2 separate regions of the Anas platyrhynchos genome follow, and region 2 is linked to region 1. The links are chromatin contacts, called in public Hi-C maps. All regions are on one chromosome and are shown on one strand. Each heading gives the region's core, a stretch centred on a gene start, on an enhancer-like site or on the middle of the called end of the contact. The rest is flanking DNA. Distances are from core to core; before and after follow the strand shown.

Region 1 (2,692 bases), core at 62-2,561:
TAAATATTCTGTTGTCCTCAAAAGCCCACTCTTAACTTTCACACCTTACAATGCTAAATAAGACACCATAACTGAGTCTCAGAATCCTAGGGTATGAACCCAAAGGAAAATGAACCATCATTATTATATTTCAATTTAAAAAATCAACTTTTTTTTTTTTAATAAAAAAGGAGGTGTTACATAGGCAGAGCAAGCAAAGCTTGGTCTCTCTGCCCTAATCCGTATTATCAATAAGGTAAACAGCAGCACCTCCTGTGACTGGCTCCAAGCTAGGCAGCGCCACAAAACATACACCAGTTACAGCTCTACAGCCAGCAGACCAAACAGAAAAGACAACCCTAGGGGCTCCTTCTAGATTTCCCCTTCTCTCTGCCACATCAATTAATGAAAACTACTCTTCCCCCACACACTACCCCAAAGTACATGTGAAAATCCAGCTACAACTCAAATGGATGGATAAGCAATTCCCTTTCATGCTTTAGGAAAGATGAAGTAGCCAAATTCAGTTTAAAGTAGTACAGTACTTGGATTCTGAGATCTAAATTAATGTTTTTTTTTTAAGACAAACACTACCAGTTCTCACTTCCACAGAAACTCGCCATAGGGGACAAGTAAGATGAAGCACTTGATTAAAACCAAGCAGCTCTTGAAATTCACCTGTGCCCAAAACGTTATGGCATCTTCAACGTGGCAGCCCACAACATCTTCAACTTGAGGGAGAAAAAAGACACGGTAAGGAAGATTTAAGTTACTCCTGAATGTAAGATTATGCTGTTGGTGTTTTTTGTTTGTTTGTTTTTAAAAGAAACCTCGCATTACCTTTGCTGCACTCTGCATCTCCATCCATGACAGCAGGTCCTGAGACACCACCACACCCCTTGGGATGCTCCTCGCAGACCCTGCCCCGGAGCCTTTCACAGGTCAAAAATGAGACTCCGCACCCCACAGCAACCCCAAACCCTGCTCCAGCGCTCCCCACCACGCCCCCCACCCCTTCCTGCTCTCCCACCACTTGCCCCAACTCCCCACCAGCGCCACCAACGCGTCAGAGCCCCTTTTCTTTGCTAAAAACGCGGTTTTTAATCCGCGAGGAAGCGCCACAGAGCAGAGCCCCACCTCCCCCAGCCCGGCGCTACCCGAGGTGGCCGGGCCCTGCCGAGGCCACACGTGCCTCCGCCGCCACCGCGCATGCGCCCGCCGCCAGCCCCGGGCCGTGAAATGGCGGCCCCGGCCCGCTGAGGGGGCGTAGGGCGGTGCCCGGGTGCCTCGTCCACCCCCGGGGGCGTTTGGGGGCCCTAAAGGGCTGTGGTGGCCGGGCTGATCAGAGGTGTGGCAGCTTGACAAAGCGGTTCTGTGCTGGTGCTGTTAATTGGCTGTCAATTTACGCGCTGCCCTTCCTCCCAGACCTGAGAAAGACACACATTTTATAACTAGTATCGGGAGCGCAGCATCAGGTGGAGCTCCTTCCCTGGGATCACTGATCAGTGTTTACTTCTACGAATAGCCATCTTACGCCTAAGTCTTTTCAGAAGATGAATATGTGGTCTCTACTCTTGAATGTTATAATGGCAAATAATTCCTCTGAAAGCCAACTATTTAAAACATGGAAAGTGCATAAATGTTGCCTAAGACCCATGCAATTACCCTTTAATATTTTAGAGCACTCTGTGACAAAACCCCAAAAACATTTTTCTCGTGCCACATTTCTTGATTAGAGTCAGGAATGGTTAATGTGTCTGGCTGAACAGCAGATATTGCCCACAAATTGTACAGATGAACTGATAATTTAGCCATCCCAGGATGTTATGTTCAAAGTTCATGGCTGCTCTCAAGAAAACAGATCACCAACAACTACATGTTAAACAACTTTTTATATAATGATCAATGGCAATGGCAAACACTTTGGCATCTGGTCTCTTTTACCAAAATGTATATATAAATATATATATAAATATTGTTTTAATAGAAGTACGGAGAGATTTTTCAGTGGAATTGGAGGTTACAATTTCAATCCTTCAAAATGATATTTTTCAGGATAATTTTTGTTTGGTTACTTTAAATAAGAGAAGTTCTGGTTAAGTCTGCAAATTACACTCAGGACATGACTTCTGTCTCCAGTTTTCACAGCCAACAATGTTTTAAAATATATTCTACTGATTTTTTCATGTATAAGTAATACAAATCCTGCAAAAAGTTCTACACAAGTAGTACCAAGAAGTCAAAAGTAAGCCTTCTAAAAACAAACCATATTTTTTTTTTTACTTAGAAGTCATCAATATGGGTAAAAAGTGATCCGAACACCTAAGCAATATTTATTGCAGATGATATTTTCTCAATCGTTTTCCAGCTACAAAGAGTTATTATGAAATAAATGTAGTAATTTTGTAGTGTCATTTAGATGGAAACATTAAATATGTTTAAGCACTGAGTAAGGTTTTAAAAGATTAACTTTAATAAAAAACAGTTCATGGTGACTGAAGTATAGTTTAGTGTGACTGGATTTGGGGAAAGCAAGCATTTAAAACTGGCAAGTATTTTTAATTTTAAAAGTTAATAAAAGTACAAGTTATTTCCTAAAAGTGGAAATAAATAGGGGATAAGTATGAAATTATTGGAATAAACGTCCTCTGTTTACTTTGCAATAATCTCTTGGAGGACTGAAATCAAAATATTTTTTCTATATTTACTTTTT
Region 2 (2,692 bases), core at 134-2,633, 140 kb after region 1:
TAAGCAGGAGCTGCCAGGAGTTGCTTGTGGTGTGGGCTGTGCTCAGTTTGTCTCACGTGAAGAGCCTCTGGCCTCTTGTGCAGAAGTGCAGCGTTCCCCTTGCTGCTGAAGTGGCTTTGAAGCTGCACTTTGGATGCCCAGAAGTGCTGAGCACTGTGGAAAATCAAGCCCTCGGTGTCCAAATTGGTCACTCAATTAGTAGTTCCTTCTGACAATTTTGGTTTTGTTCTCTGTGGTTCAGTTTTACATTCTTAAAACCCTGGTAATGCCACCTAAACACAGTTGTATTATAGGGTAAACTTATTAATAGTTTTGAACATTTGGATACAACTGTAAGTTCCCAGGAGAAGAATTCACTCCAGGGTTTGTATGGGATGTGGTAAATACGCCAGAGTTATTGTTTTCAGGCGCTGCCTTTCTGGTGTGTGCAAACAATGACTTCAGCAGCTTCCAGACTTATTTTTCTGATTCTTCCAGACTATGGTCATGGTTTCATGAGACAGTAAACTGGGTATTGGAGGGCCTACGAGACGAAAAACACCATCACCACATGTTGCAATGTGCCGAGCCATTGCAAGCTGGCTTTGCCTATTCAAATGCCTTCACGACATTTTGAAGCAACTTTATCCCGGCAGCCCACGTGTTGGTTTGGATCCTCCATGTCCACGCTGCTCTGGTCTCACCTTATATTTGGTAAAAACGGGCAAAGCTGCTGTGTTTGTGCTCTGACGTGTGGCAGTGCCCAGGCCAGCCTAGCACCAGCTCTGGGGCCTGTGGTGGCTTCCACACAGGTGGCGCCGCCTTGTTTGGTTGCACCTCGCAGAGATGACGGCTTCCACGGGGATTCATTATGTGCTTCTTCATGTTTAATTTTCCTTGTAAGCTATGCTGGCCGGGCCCCCTAGTGGGGATACAAGTTTTACCAATCAAAAGATTACTGAAGCCGAAAGGAAGCCGCTCTGAAGACCTTCTGTTGCTGTAAGTCGTGGGGCTGGGCGAGCGCTGGTTCCTCTGCTGAGGCGAGGTCTTGCTTCATGCACCCGTGTCGCAAGTGCACAAGGGCCTGGTGGGGATTACATCAGGCTGTTGTGTTGCATTAGTGGAATTTAATTTTTTTTTTTGTGGGCTTAAATATGCCAACAGAGCACGTAAGGTGTACAGATGGCATCAGTGGTTCAAACAGGCTTGATATCTGGAGTGCTACCAGCACCGCCTCCCCCCCCATACTCACCTGGCTCTTTCCTTTTCTTTCACCTTGCCTCTCCTTTCTAAAAAGAGATGCCACTTGTGCCAGCAACTTCTTTCCTCATGTTGTTGCCAGTCCCTCCCCCCCCTTTTTTGTTAAATCACCTGGAACACTCACGGAGTGTTTGCTGCCAAAAGCTTCCACGTGGCCTTTTACTGAATGACCCTAATCCTCCTGTCTCAGTTTCTGCCTCTGCTGCTTGTGATTTCAGTTGTGTTGGCTAATTTTAACTCCTGATCAGTGTTCTAAGAGTTGTGGAAGTAAGGGTGGTGGTCTAAAGCACTTGCTTTACGAGTGAAGAAAACAATTTTAGGTTGTGCAGTAACACTGAAGTTCCTGCATTTTGTGTGAGAAACAATAAGGGAAACTGTTCTTCTATACCCGATGCCTTGAGACTAATTTTTTTTTTCTGGTGTAGGGCAGGAATCATACAGTCCCAGTATGAAGAGATGCACAAAATAGTGCAGAAAATGACTGTTCTGGCTTTTTCAAAGGCTCCACTTCTAAACTCGGGAAATCTGCATGAAAACCGGAATATTTCAACGTGGGCTTTGAGCTCTCAGCACTGCTGAAGGGTAGTGTTTGCTCGTGAGGCAGCCCTTGTAGAGCAGTTGCGATTTGTGGGGCTTGGTGTAGGGTAACGCTGTTTATAATGAAGTCAGAACTGGCTTTTAGAGCCTGATGAATGAAAGTCCACAGCATAAGACTGCGGCTTTTTGTGAGAGAGACATCTGTGCTATAACAAGAGCAGGAGACCCAATTTAGACAACTGCTAGAACAAGAGCTCAAGAAAAGGAAAGACTTTTTTTTAGCTTAGATGAAAAGTTTATACAAATAAACTTTTCAGCTGCTCATCAGAATTGCTGCTGCACCACCAACTTGGCTTTGAATTTTGTTCTGATTGCCCAACAAGGCTGTACACGAAGAGTGTTACGGAAGAGCAGCTTAAACAAAACATGTTTGTTTTTCAGCAGAATTAGAGGCTTTGGGCTAGAGAGAAAAATTTGGGGAGAGGAAAAGACAGTATGAAGAGAAATATGAAAAAATGGAAGGATATGAATAGAAACTGGCTGTTGCAGTAAATACATGTGAGGCAAGAAACACATGCAAGAGTGGAGCTCAGTGTTTTGACAGTGAGTTACAATAGAGGATCTGGTTTTGAGTACACACAACTCTTCCCAACTGGATCAGCTGCTTCTATTAAAAGTATCCATCTCCCTACAAAGCTCGCTGGAAAATAGATGCACGCACACATCTGCCCCAACCACTGCTGATATATATTTTTACTAGTATATTTTTAAATACAGTCTGGTTAAATGGCTGCCCCTGTGGTGTTGCTCACACTTCCAACCTTGCTGCATGAGCAAGGTGATGAAAACATAAGCGTATATTGAGTACTGTGCTGCAAAGAGCAAGTTTCCTTGACACAACAGGGATTGTGTTCTG

What was found. Hi-C and Micro-C count contacts between places; a contact is called where the count stands out from the background.
Region 2: a Hi-C map of liver shows a contact between it and region 1, with 3 times the contacts expected there. The contact joins the enhancer-like site here to the promoter of STK31 in region 1. A contact is called at or near these places in 2 of 8 Hi-C or Micro-C datasets (liver and subcutaneous adipose tissue).

The regions. Positions count from the first base shown.
Region 1 is chr2:125,888,552-125,891,243 of IASCAAS_PekinDuck_T2T, forward strand. STK31 (serine/threonine kinase 31) reads right to left here and starts at 1,312. Exons shown (of 24, transcript XM_038175395.2): 1 at 1,117-1,312; 2 at 820-911; 3 at 658-710. The coding sequence starts at 1,190.
Region 2 is chr2:126,030,483-126,033,174 of IASCAAS_PekinDuck_T2T, forward strand. The region is part of intron 4 of IGF2BP3 (insulin like growth factor 2 mRNA binding protein 3); the gene reads left to right. Among named protein-coding and RNA genes, the nearest start is that of MALSU1, 54 kb to the right of the region's middle. Within about 2 kb of position 1,384, at least 3 of the 8 cell types and tissues checked have an H3K27ac peak or open chromatin away from gene starts, as enhancers often do.